4 separate regions of the Mus musculus genome follow, and regions 1, 2 and 4 are each linked to region 3. Evidence: chromatin contacts called from public HiChIP or PLAC-seq and promoter capture Hi-C data. All regions are on one chromosome and are shown on one strand. The core of a region is the stretch at or near the end of the contact, and the rest is flanking DNA. Distances in the headings are between cores, read along the strand shown.

What was found. Promoter capture Hi-C pulls out the DNA fragments that hold promoters and counts their contacts. HiChIP or PLAC-seq counts read pairs in DNA pulled down with a chosen protein or histone mark.
Region 1: a promoter capture Hi-C map of hippocampal neurons shows a contact between it and region 3, with 4 times the contacts expected there. The contact joins the enhancer-like site here to the promoter of Arl8a in region 3. A contact is called at or near these places in 1 of 39 promoter capture datasets (hippocampal neurons), 1 of 115 datasets of contacts at active chromatin or transcription factors (large pre-B cells) and 2 of 9 other capture datasets (liver and pancreatic islet).
Region 2: an H3K4me3 HiChIP or PLAC-seq map of bone marrow-derived macrophages shows a contact between it and region 3, with 4 times the contacts expected there. The contact joins the enhancer-like site here to the promoter of Arl8a in region 3. A contact is called at or near these places in 1 of 39 promoter capture datasets (the SN4741 cell line), 15 of 115 datasets of contacts at active chromatin or transcription factors (the 230-238 cell line, bone marrow-derived macrophages, craniofacial prominence and 7 more) and 4 of 9 other capture datasets (adipose tissue, embryonic stem cells, liver and 1 more).
Region 4: an H3K27ac HiChIP or PLAC-seq map of extraembryonic endoderm stem cells shows a contact between it and region 3. The contact joins the enhancer-like site here to the promoter of Arl8a in region 3. A contact is called at or near these places in 8 of 39 promoter capture datasets (the SN4741 cell line, cranial neural crest, hematopoietic stem and progenitor cells and 4 more), 13 of 115 datasets of contacts at active chromatin or transcription factors (SST interneurons, bone marrow-derived macrophages, embryonic basal ganglia and 7 more) and 2 of 9 other capture datasets (adipose tissue and liver).

Annotation. Positions count from the first base shown.
Region 1 is chr1:134,908,291-134,910,990 of GRCm38.p6, forward strand. All of the region lies in intron 1 of Ppp1r12b (protein phosphatase 1, regulatory subunit 12B), which reads right to left. Among named protein-coding and RNA genes, the nearest start is that of Gm51265, 37 kb to the right of the region's middle. Within about 2 kb of position 1,356, at least 96 of the 459 cell types and tissues checked have an H3K27ac peak or open chromatin away from gene starts, as enhancers often do. A contact at or near this core is called in hippocampal neurons, where this site is marked.
Region 2 is chr1:135,398,460-135,401,159 of GRCm38.p6, forward strand. It overlaps Ipo9 (importin 9), which reads right to left. Exons shown (of 24, transcript NM_153774.1): 14 at 1,585-1,744. Among named protein-coding and RNA genes, the nearest start is that of Shisa4, 25 kb to the left of the region's middle. Within about 2 kb of position 1,437, at least 15 of the 459 cell types and tissues checked have an H3K27ac peak or open chromatin away from gene starts, as enhancers often do. A contact at or near this core is called in bone marrow-derived macrophages, where this site is marked.
Region 3 is chr1:135,145,494-135,148,193 of GRCm38.p6, forward strand. It overlaps Arl8a (ADP-ribosylation factor-like 8A), which reads left to right and starts at 1,341. Exons shown (of 7, transcript NM_026823.2): 1 at 1,341-1,607. The coding sequence starts at 1,485.
Region 4 is chr1:135,330,101-135,332,980 of GRCm38.p6, forward strand. The region is part of intron 1 of Lmod1 (leiomodin 1 (smooth muscle)); the gene reads left to right. Among named protein-coding and RNA genes, the nearest start is that of Lmod1, 6.7 kb to the left of the region's middle. Within about 2 kb of position 1,256, at least 9 of the 459 cell types and tissues checked have an H3K27ac peak or open chromatin away from gene starts, as enhancers often do. A contact at or near this core is called in extraembryonic endoderm stem cells, where this site is marked.

The DNA of each region.
Region 1 (2,700 bases), core at 106-2,605, 240 kb before region 3:
TTTATATTCAGAAGATCTACATAAATCAATGAGCCTGTGTTTTCAAATACTAAATACATAGTGTTAGAAAATCAGGCATTGGTAAAAAATTAATTCAAAGAATAAGTTAGATTAATGGATTTTGCTATTGTTTTGTTTTGTAGACAGGGTCTCACTATGTAGCCCTGGCTGGCCTTGAACTCACAGAAATCCACCTGCCTATGATTCCCAACTGCTAGGATCAATGCCATATGCCACCATACCCAGATGATTGATGGGTTTTAATGCAACAGAGTAAGACAGTACATTGATATAATTTCAGTCTCCATTTCCAACAACACTTAACAAACTAACAATGTTGGGGCTATAGTTCAGTTGGCAGAATTTCTGCCTAGCATGCACACCGTTTCTCTGCAGCTTCTTCACCATGGTTTATGACATCAGAGACCATGCAAAGTGGTGTACATCTGTAATCCCAGCACTTGAGAGGTAGAGGCAGGAGGATTAGTTCATCATTCTCATTTGCTGCACAGCAAGTTCAAGGCTAACTTCAGATACATGAGAACCAGAAAGAAAGCAAAATTATTGCTGCTGGAAATTTTAATAACCACCTAAGAACAATACCTATAACTGACTGACCAGTCTATTAAAATACACTTTCTGTTTCCAAGTATATATCCATGTGAGACTCAATTTTCTTCATATACTTCAATTAAAATGTTACAACCATATGTGTGCAGAGAGAGAGAGAGAAAGAGAGAAAGAGAGTGAGCGAGAGAGAGAGTTGGAATAGGGATTAGGCAAAAACAACAATCTCTGAATTACTTTAGATAGAGTACCCCAATTCTGCAAACCATACTCCACTTCCTCTACACAGTGCAGGACAACACGCGGTTAAAAGCATCAGCTTCTGCAGTCAGACAGGACAGGGACCCTAACAAGTTCAGTGTACTCATCCCAGGCGCCAGGAATCTACCCACCTCAGAGGGCTGGGAACATTTCCTGGTGTTGTTTTTAAGCCAATACTTTAACAGCCGCACACACCAAATGTATTTAATCCTCACTCACCATGGCTCTCACTAGTACTTATGGAAGGAAAGTAATTTGATTTAAAAATGTCTGGAAACTAGCCAGATATAGGAATTTGTATGTCTAATTTCAGGAAATTCCTTAATTTTCAGAGTACGTGGCTTCTTGGATACAGGGTTGTACGACTGAACTGGAAAGAAGCCTTGTATCGATGAGCTAAGGACTCGGCAGTCTGACTACCGTGGTCTGCAGTGCCCCTGCTCCGCCCGCCTGCAGGTCCCAGGAGGGTATGACTGGGGTATGGAGGGAGAGGATGCTCCCTGAGATCTTCTCCAGTGAGTAAGGACTAAATTTAGATGTCCTCTGCCCACTCCATCCGCAGCTGTGCTGCTGACTCATGACTGCAGCATGGTCCATGAGCAGAGTCACCCATCTGCAAATCTCTGCCCATGCCTCTACCCAGAGCTATACTGAATTCTCCAGGCAGGAGCTCAATCCTTTCCTTGGGAAGGAAGCTAAACAGCTTTGGGTGTTAACCGTTATAACAACGGGGGAATTTCTTTGCTTCAAGTCAAATCTGTGACTCAAGTGCATTTCCTCTTAGCTTGTATTCCTAAAGATGCACGAGAATATCACTAAAGAAAATTTTGTTTTAAGCTCTGAAATAGAGGTGTGTACTTAATTCTTAGTCCAAAAGAACTATTCCAAAAGTTGCTTGGTAAATAAAGGTTTTCACAATCAACATATAGTAAAGACAAGCTCTAATGGAAAGTGCTCTCTTTTATCAATAATATGGGCACTGTGCTCTTTCTACTGTACCTATCACTGCTCTCTAGATCGAAGGCTGAAGTGGCTTGGGGTTGACTAAAGCCAGAGTTAATCTGGGAGCACAAGGCCTTACAAAACAAAGTCCTCCGGGTCCCAGAATAGCCTCCAACTGTCAGCACCACTGAGTGCCGGCTCTTAGGCTGACCTTGCTGTTGTGTCCCAGGAGAACTCTCAGGCTACCTGTTTTGCCTACAACCAGCCCTTCACAGAGTCCAGCTCTAGGTGCTTACTGACAGAAGCTAGGTTTAGTATAGCCTAACTCCTGCATTTTTTTTATCCTGTGTTTGCCTTACTTTCAATAAATCCTGATGGAAAAGGTGCTGTCCCTTTTAGGGGTCAGGGAACGCCAAAAGACACTGCTAGTTACCTCAGACTGCCCTTAGAACAGAGAGAAAAATTGAAAGCCAGGTGCCTGATAAAGACATTATCTAGGATATATAGGGTACATTTAAAACTCAACAAAAGCAATCTAACTTTAAAAATGGGGGAAGACTTTAACAGACTTGTCTCTGTGTTTTAAAATGGCCAAAAAACATGAGAAAGTACTTAGCATCACCAATTATTATGGAAATGCAAACCAATACCACAGTTGACAGGTCTTTAATCCTAGCACTCAGCAGGCAGCCACAGGCAGATCTCTGAATTCCAGGGCAGCCTGGTCTAAAGAGTGTGTTCTGAAAGTGAGGTTGAACAGTCAAGAGTCTGTCTCAAAAATAAATAAATAGATAAATTAAGGAAAAAAATAAAATTTTTTTCCAGGTGTGAAAAAATTAAACCTGAGTCCACTGAATTAGTTTACTATGTTGTAGTCTCTATAGAAACAGCATGGTGGTTCCTTAAAACAAAACAAAACAAACAAACATC
Region 2 (2,700 bases), core at 187-2,686, 250 kb after region 3:
TCAGTTTGCAACTCTGAACATTTCTGTAAAATCACAGCACAAAGTAGAATAGTTCTTTTACCAATAATCTGTTTTTACATTTATTATGACTTTTCTCATGGCCTATATTTTAAAAAAAGTTTTAATTAAGATATACATAGGTTTTAATGGTTTTGTTCTTATTTAGTTGACAAAGGCTTTAAACTTTTTTCTTTAAAACATTGTTGTTGCTATTATCTATCTCTCTATCTATCTATCCATGTCCATGTATGAAAACGTCTGGGTGTTTCAGGTCTCCAGGAGTTGGAGTTACAGGTAGTTGTGAACTGCCTGCTGTGGGTACTAGGAATCAAACTTGGTTCCTCTTCAAGAACAGTATGTTCTCTTATCTGCTGAGCCACCTCTCCAGCTCCTGCTTTTAATCTTATACTGACATTTGATGTAAGGGATGTTTAATGCTTCAGGGACTAATGAATGCATGTAGATAAAAAAAAAAATCAGGTTTTACAAAGGTCAGAAGTAATACAGGCAAGTGGTTAAGCAGGTTATGCCTCCCTCCTCAGCCATTTAAGAGTGGTTTCAGAGCTCTCTGAAAAGCTGTACTTGGTTTCTCTTAGCACAATGAGATTTTAAATTTATTCAGAGCCAAAGATCGGCTCTACCAAGATTGCGCAGGAAAAGATTGATCTCTGTTCATGGTTGTAGCACTAATCAATACACACAGGCGGACTGGGTGACTCCTCAATGTCCCCGAAGGATCTCCCTCCTTTCCTCTCTCCCCTCAATGCATGGATTCTCATTGTCTCAAATGTCAAGATACGGTAGGAACATGAATTCTGTAATTCTCATGCATAGAATTCAATTGAGATGCTTAAATTTGGATCTTAAAATAGCCTTCAAACTAGAAATGTCCAGGCCTAGAGAGAGGGCTCAGCAGTTAAAAGCACTCGTTCCTATTGAGGACCTGGGTTCAATTCCTTATACTCACAAGGTGGCTTACAACTGTCTATAACTCCAGTTTCAGGGGATGCGATATTCTCTTCTGACCTCCGTAAGCACCAAACATGCACATGGAACACAGACATGCTCAAAAAACCACTCATATACATAAAATAAAACTATGAACTGAAAATTTCAAATACCAACGTGTCCCCTAGTCCGAGTATGAACTTAAGTAATGACTACGAAACCTCTAGTCTTTGCCTATGAAAAAGAGAAGTGAAACTGGGAGATATGAGCTTGTTTCTATGCCACATTCTCCCCAAATTTGGATTCTATTGCACAGACTACCAACACAGTGATGTGGCTGCTAATTAGATTTATGTCCTTCACAATTATGCAACATTATGCAAATTATTCAGAGCCTTGGGTTAAGTGCCTTCACTGAAGAGAGGAGGCTGCTCTTTGAATTGAAAGGGAATAAGGAACAAAGGGACCGCCTTCTGGAGTCACCAGTAGAGCTTCTTTTCCTTTTCCTCCAGTATTCTTCCTGAAGAGGTCTAGGAGAAATTTCTAGGCAACACAATGCATGGGACATCGGTGATGTTCTCCAGCTGAGCCATTTCTCGTCAAGCAGTTCTTAGCATTCTAGAGCAGTGTACTTACCCCCAGATGGCTCTCACAGCAGAGATGCGAACTGATGGGGGCTGTGTCTCATGAAGACCACTGACTGTTGCCTGTAGGAACTGCTGAATCAGTTCAGGGGACATAGCGACAGTGAAGCGACTGGCAGCCCACAGTGCCCGGCCCAAGAGGAAAGGAGATGCTAGGAGGAAGAGCAATTACAGGCTGCATGATGAAAAGTTCCTCTCCCCCTGCTCCGCCCCAACTCTATTTCTCAAACGCTAGCAAATATTGGATGCTATAAACATAGATGACTTATTTGAAAGAAAGAACAATTCCACATGGTAAAGGCATATGTGCAATAAATGATACAGAACCCATTTCTCAGTTCTACCTCGGACTATTCTAAGACCGAAGCCCTCACGGCTGCTTACCTGCACTAGTCCATTTCTAAATCCTTCTCACCGTCTCTTCCTTCCCATTACTGTCTCAACACTAGAACATCAATTATAGCTGCTATCCCTCTATTAATAACCTGACAAACAAGTCCACAGTCCACCAAATACACATGAAACTAGTGCTGACATTCAAGACATCTTTGATGGCTACTAAGCTCAAGCACACATCCGGACTCAGAACTCATATCTTGCTTTGTCAGCTCTGAGCTTTGTTTAAATCACAAGTCAACACGTTCCCTTCATACTCTCTATGATCTCTCAGTCTGCAGCAATCTCAAATTATCTCTGAGCCACTGTAATTCTGTGTGTTCAGCTTTCTCATATGCTGTACTTTGTTTGATATTCTAATCTACTGGTGTAAGAATTACTACTTCCTGCTAAGCATGAACTGTTTAAGAATACTGAATGCGGGGGCTGGTTAGATGGCTCAGCGGTTAAAAGCACTGACTGCTCTTCCAAAGGTCCTGAGTTCAAATCCCAGCAACCACATGGTGGCTCACAACCATCCGTAACAAAAATCTGATGCCCTCTTCTGGAGTGTCTGAAGACAGCTACAGTGTACACACATATAATAAATAAATAAATCTTTAAAAAAAAAGAATACTGAATGCGTGGGGCGTGGTGGCACACGCCTTTAATCCCAACACTCTGAAGGCAGAGGCAGGCAGATTTCTGAGTTCCGAGGCCAGCCTGGTCTACA
Region 3 (2,700 bases), core at 91-2,590:
GCACTACCTTGTTCAGGGTGCTGTAACAAAGCACCCCACACCCCACAACTTATAAACAACAGAAAGTTGTTGCTCATGGCTTGAAAAATGGGAAAGTGATCTGTCATGGTACGGGTAGATTCAGGGTCTGGTTAGGAGTCACTTTTTGGCTAATAGATTACAGCCTTCTCTTTGTAGCCTCAAGATGGGAGGAGTATAGGCTCTGGGCACCTCTGTTGTTCTCTCCTTATATAAGGGCACTAATCTTAGCTAGGAGGCCTCCCCCCTCATAACCTAGTCGCCTTATATGGTCATCACTTTGAGGAGTGGGATTTCAATATATGAATCTGGGGGAAAGACACAGAAATGTAAAGCAATGAAAATCTATTACTTTGTATGATAACTTAAACTTTAATTTAAACATGTCAGACTATAGCATGTACCTACGGAGGAAGAGAAGAACTTATTAGACAGATGTTAGTAAATCAGAATAGGCTGATCCAGATGTTGAGGGCTGTCTGGTTCTTTAATAGGTTTAATCCATACAGTTGATGTTAACAGTTCATCACAGCCTCCAGGTGAAAACCGACCCCCAAAGAGAGCCCAGCTGCCTAGGAATCCTGAGACCAGGAAGGCACAGCCGGTTGACTGAGCTGTTATCTCCTGCAAGGGAGGATGGGGACTTCTTGGCAGACTCTCCACCACCCACTATCAAAAACTTTGTATCAAAATAGCATACATTTTTTCCTTTGCTACCGCCGTTCCTCACAGGGAATCCCTTGCCCTGATTTTGCCCGTCTCTTTATAGTGAAGACAAGCATCAAGTTCAAATGTCGATCTCACTTTGGGCTTCCCAGACAAGTAGCCTGGCAAACTGTGGTTAACAAAACAAGATGGAGTATTAAGGGCTCTAAATCCGGCTGTTACTCTCTATGGCATTTCGGGGGATGGAATTCGGTACCCAGAGATGCTCAGAGGCAAAGGTTCAGGGAACAAAACCGTTTCTTGGAGATCTTCATGTCACGGTTCTTCGGCCTGGAAATACCCTAGCTTAATCGGGACACCACCCGCCCAGGACCGACCACCGTTCAAGCCAGAAAGCGGTGCAGTCAGGGCGGGGCAAACGAGGGCAGCAGAAAAAATAAAATTACAGCTTTCTCCGCAAGCGCGCCATCACGCTCCTCCCGGCCGCCGCGGGTCCCCGCCGCCCCGCCCGCGGGCGCTGGCCTAGGCCGCGCGCGAGACTGGAGCGCGCTCGGGTGCGAGCAGGACGCGGCCCGGCCCGCGGGAGGGCGGCGGCGGCGGAGGAGGAGGTGGAGGCGCCGTGGCCACACCCATCGGCGAGCGGATCCTCGGGCAGCGCGTCGTCGGCCGCCGCGCTCCAGCCTCCGCCCGCACCGAGCCGCGGGACCCGGCCGCACCGGGGAGGGGCCGCTCCGGGCCGCAGCGCGAGGGCACCGAAGGCGGCGGGGACCCGGCACCGGGCGCGGCCGGTGGCAGCGACCATGATCGCTTTGTTCAACAAGCTGCTGGACTGGTTCAAGGCCCTGTTCTGGAAGGAGGAAATGGAGCTCACGCTGGTGGGGCTGCAGTACTCGGGCAAGACCACCTTCGTCAACGTGATCGCGGTATGCGGGCAGATGTGTCGCCGGCGCCGCGCCCTAGGCAGCTGGGGTCGGCGCCTGGCGTGGCCCGGCACCGCCGGGTTCCGGGCAGGGAGGAGCCGGCTCCGGGCACTTAGGGCCTAGCACGGTTCTTGGGGGACCGACTGGCGTGCCACCCGTTCTCTGGCCTGGGCTAGGATGGCAGGGCTGGGGGCGGGGTAGCGAGGACCAGGGGAACCGAGCTTGCGTTCCGGAGCTGGCGGCACGGAGATGTCTCCACGCACCGGGAACCCGCCGCAGGCTGACAGGCCCCCGAGGCGGGCGCAAAGAGGCATGACGGGGCGAAAGTGCCCGGACAATCCCGCTCCGCGCGTGGAGGGTCACGGGACGCGCGGCCGGAGCGTGTTGCCAGGGTGCCCTAGCAGCCCAGCCCCACCCCGAGGGCTCTGCCTACCCTTGCTGGACGCGGAAGCCGCGGCCCTTTGGGGCGGGGGGAAGGTATCCCTAGAGGCAGAGGAGTCAGCTGAGGTCCTGGCTCTAGTCCAGACTCCTCCCCGGAACCTGTCCCGGGCCTGCCTTAGCGTTGGGGTCCCGAAAGCATGGCACCATAAAGGGAGTTGGGAGACTCCACTTGGCTCAGAAGTTGCAAGAGTAGGTACCGAGGACCCGAGAGGATGAGCTGGAGGGGCGCCATCCACCTGGGGACAGGGGAGAGAGCAGCTTTGGAGACTCAGCACTGGGGGAGGCGGAGGAGAGAGGGGGGTGATTGCAGTTGTATGTCTGTGCCAGAGGAGTGGTGAAGAAGGAGTTAAATTTTCTCTTTAAAAAAGAGGAAGATGAGCTCCCTGGGCGTGAGCTGAGCTGCAGTAATGGCTGCAGCCTGTATTTCCAAGCTAGGCAAGACTGGGCTTATGGGACCAAGTAAGGCTTGGGACGGGGACATAGTTCCCCCCCCCCCCCCAGAACCTAGGCCCGTTCCCAAAGATGGGTTTTCCAAGGACTGTGAATTCGCCAGATATAGGCTAAAGATGCTGATGTGCAGGTCCGCAAAGATGTGAGACCACCAGCTTCGGTACCACCACTTGCCTGTATTGTATTGTTGCCCGACCCTGAAGCC
Region 4 (2,880 bases), core at 6-2,505, 180 kb after region 3:
CGTGGATAAAATGAGGAAGAAAAGCTTTCATCTAGCCTATCTGCACTCCCAGTCTCTCTCCTTCCTCCAGGAGACTGTGGAATTATGGTGTCAGCTCATGCCAGCATTTCCACAGCTGACTCAGAATAGGCAAGCCTTGAGTGGCAGGTACTGAGAAAGATTTGCAGGGCACAAGAACACGCGCACATGCGCGTGAGTGTGTGTGTGTGTGTGCGCGTGAGTGTGTGTGTGTGTGTGTGTGTGTGTGTGTGTGTGTAGTCAAAACAAGAAGGGCCACAAGGCATAGAGGTAGAGGGAGCAAGAAACTGTGCTTGCCAAGTTGGATAAACAGGAATATCCTTATTCATAGGGTAAGGTCCAAGTTGGTTGTATTGTGCTTATTGAACCACACTAGGCATAAGCAGCAGAAAGAGGTGGTTGACAGTCAGGGTATCCGTCCCTGCTCAGGGCTTCTCTGCAGCCGGGCCAGGCAGGAGCTAGAAAACCATAGGTACCTGGACTCAGCTAGGTGCAGATTTGGGTTCTGCTTCTGTCCCTCGAAGTGCCAGTGAAGCTGAGTGCCTTAGGTGAGAGAGAGAACATTGACTTATTTATCATGTGCGGATGCCAAGGGCATTACCAACCCCGTCTCATCGGCTTAGCTTCTTCAGCTCCGTTACTTGTCAAGTAGGAATGATAAAAATCAGCCTGGAAGGGTTATTGGAGGATTAAACAGGATCAAGTATTGAGAGTTTAGTTCACCAGGAGAGAGACTTTCTTCACTCTAAATTCTTCAGGCTTTGTACCTATGCAGATGCCAAAACGACATTTAAAAAAAAAAAACAACCTCACAAGGCTGAAAACATTCTGTCTGCAGGAATGAGGTAATGACAAGAGGGTGAGGGGAAAGGAGAAAAGCAAGGAAGTAATTTAGGGAAGGAGGCGAGGATTGTTTGTCTTCGATTACTGCCTGGCTCCAGTCACCTGACAGAACTACCTTTATCTCACCTCCTTCTCATCCCAGACCCAGGGACCCATGCTAGTTTACTGGTTCTGAGAACTAGCGGGAAAGAGAAAGCCGAGGGGCTGTTTAGGCATGGAGAACTCTCCTTGTCAGCCATGCTCCAACCTAGCATGATCTCAGAAAAGCCAGGGCTGCTTTGGGAATTTTGGCTTCAGCTATGTCTGGGGTCCACTGCACAGGCCAGGCCAGGTCGTCAGGACACTGTTTACAAACAGCTAGGAATAGAAAGGCCTCCTGCTCCACGCTCCACCCTCTCCTGCCCTCACTTCTTCCCTGTTCAGGATCCCTAGGCTCTGGCTATCTCATCAGCCCTGACTCCAGAGCAGGGGGCAGGGACAGCAGAATGCAAAATGCCTGTCTCCTGCACTGAGGTGCACTGGTCTTGGAGCAGGGCTCCAGGAGGTACTATGGGTGCTGCATGTATAGAATCGACAGGTTGGAATCGCCAGAGTCCAAGCAGACCTGGACTCCCAGCCTACTGTGCTGATTGTATGGTTTGGACAAATCACTGTACGCACCAGAGTATCTGTCAAATGGAAGCTGAAGTGCCTGGTCCTGGGGAGTGGTTAGGCTCAATAACCTGCAAAGGCTCCAAGGCATGTGCTGGGTTGGAAACCTGGTACTGAAGGCTCATGGATGTTTGTTTCTTGCCTTCCCTTTGGTCCTCCTCAGCCCACTCATCCCCCTGCTTACCACATGTGCATCCCTCTCTTCGCCACTGCTTGCTCTGTCAGTGCTAAGGATGGATAGCACCCAGAGCCTCACACATTTTAAACCTAGGCTTTGTCTGATCCATACGCCAGGCTCTTTACTGCCTTTATACACAGAATTCACAAATCACATTTTATGCTTATAAGGACAAGGAGGAGTCTACTAAATCACTAATGTGTCAAATATCTATTCTATTATGTTGGGCATTTTCTAAATGCTAGGACAGGGTGAACAGCATAGAGACTGTCCTTGTCACCACAGATTACATTCATTCTCACAGTCAGGATAGATAGTGTACTTTGCTTTCTATTGTTGCAGACAATGGTCTTTGGACCATGACGAAAAGCAACCTGGGGAGGAAAGGGTTTATTTGGTTCACACGTCTGGGTCACAGTCCGTTCACGGTCCATCCTTAACGGAAGCCACGGTGAAAACTCAAGCAGGGTGGGAACCTGGTGGCAGGAACTGAAGCAGACACCGTGGAGGGATGCCACTCACGGGCTTGCTTTCCAAGGCCTGTTCCCCTGCTTACCCACGTATACAACCCTGGACCACTTGCCCAGGGGTGGCACTACCTACAGTGTGCTGAGCCCTTCCACATCCACCACTGGTCAAGAAAATCACCCCACAGACTTGCCCACAGATCAATCTGATGAAGATATTTTTTCAACTGAGGTTCCCTGATCCCAGATAACCCTAGCTTGTGTGTCAAGTTAACATAAACTAACCAGCGTGGTAGACTGTACACACACACACACACACACACACACACACACACACACACACACACACACACACACACATACACAGAGCGTACATGATCCCAGCACTTGAGAGACAGGGTGAGGCAGATCTCTGTGAGTTCAAGGTCAGCCTGGTCTACAAAGCTAGTTCCAGGACAGCCAGGGATACACAGAGAAACCAAGCCTTGAAAAACAAGCCTAAAACAAAAGCATTATTTCTATGTTTTTGTTTTATGTTTGTGCACCGTGTGTGTGCCTGGTGTCCACAGAGGCCAGAAGAAGGCATTAGATTCCCTGGAACTGAAGTAATGAATGACTGGGAGCTGGGTGCTGCGAGCTGCTCTCTGCAAGAGCAGCAAGTGCCCTTAACTGCTGAGACATCTTTCCACCCCTCGAATAATAGTTAAAACCATGAGCCTAGAA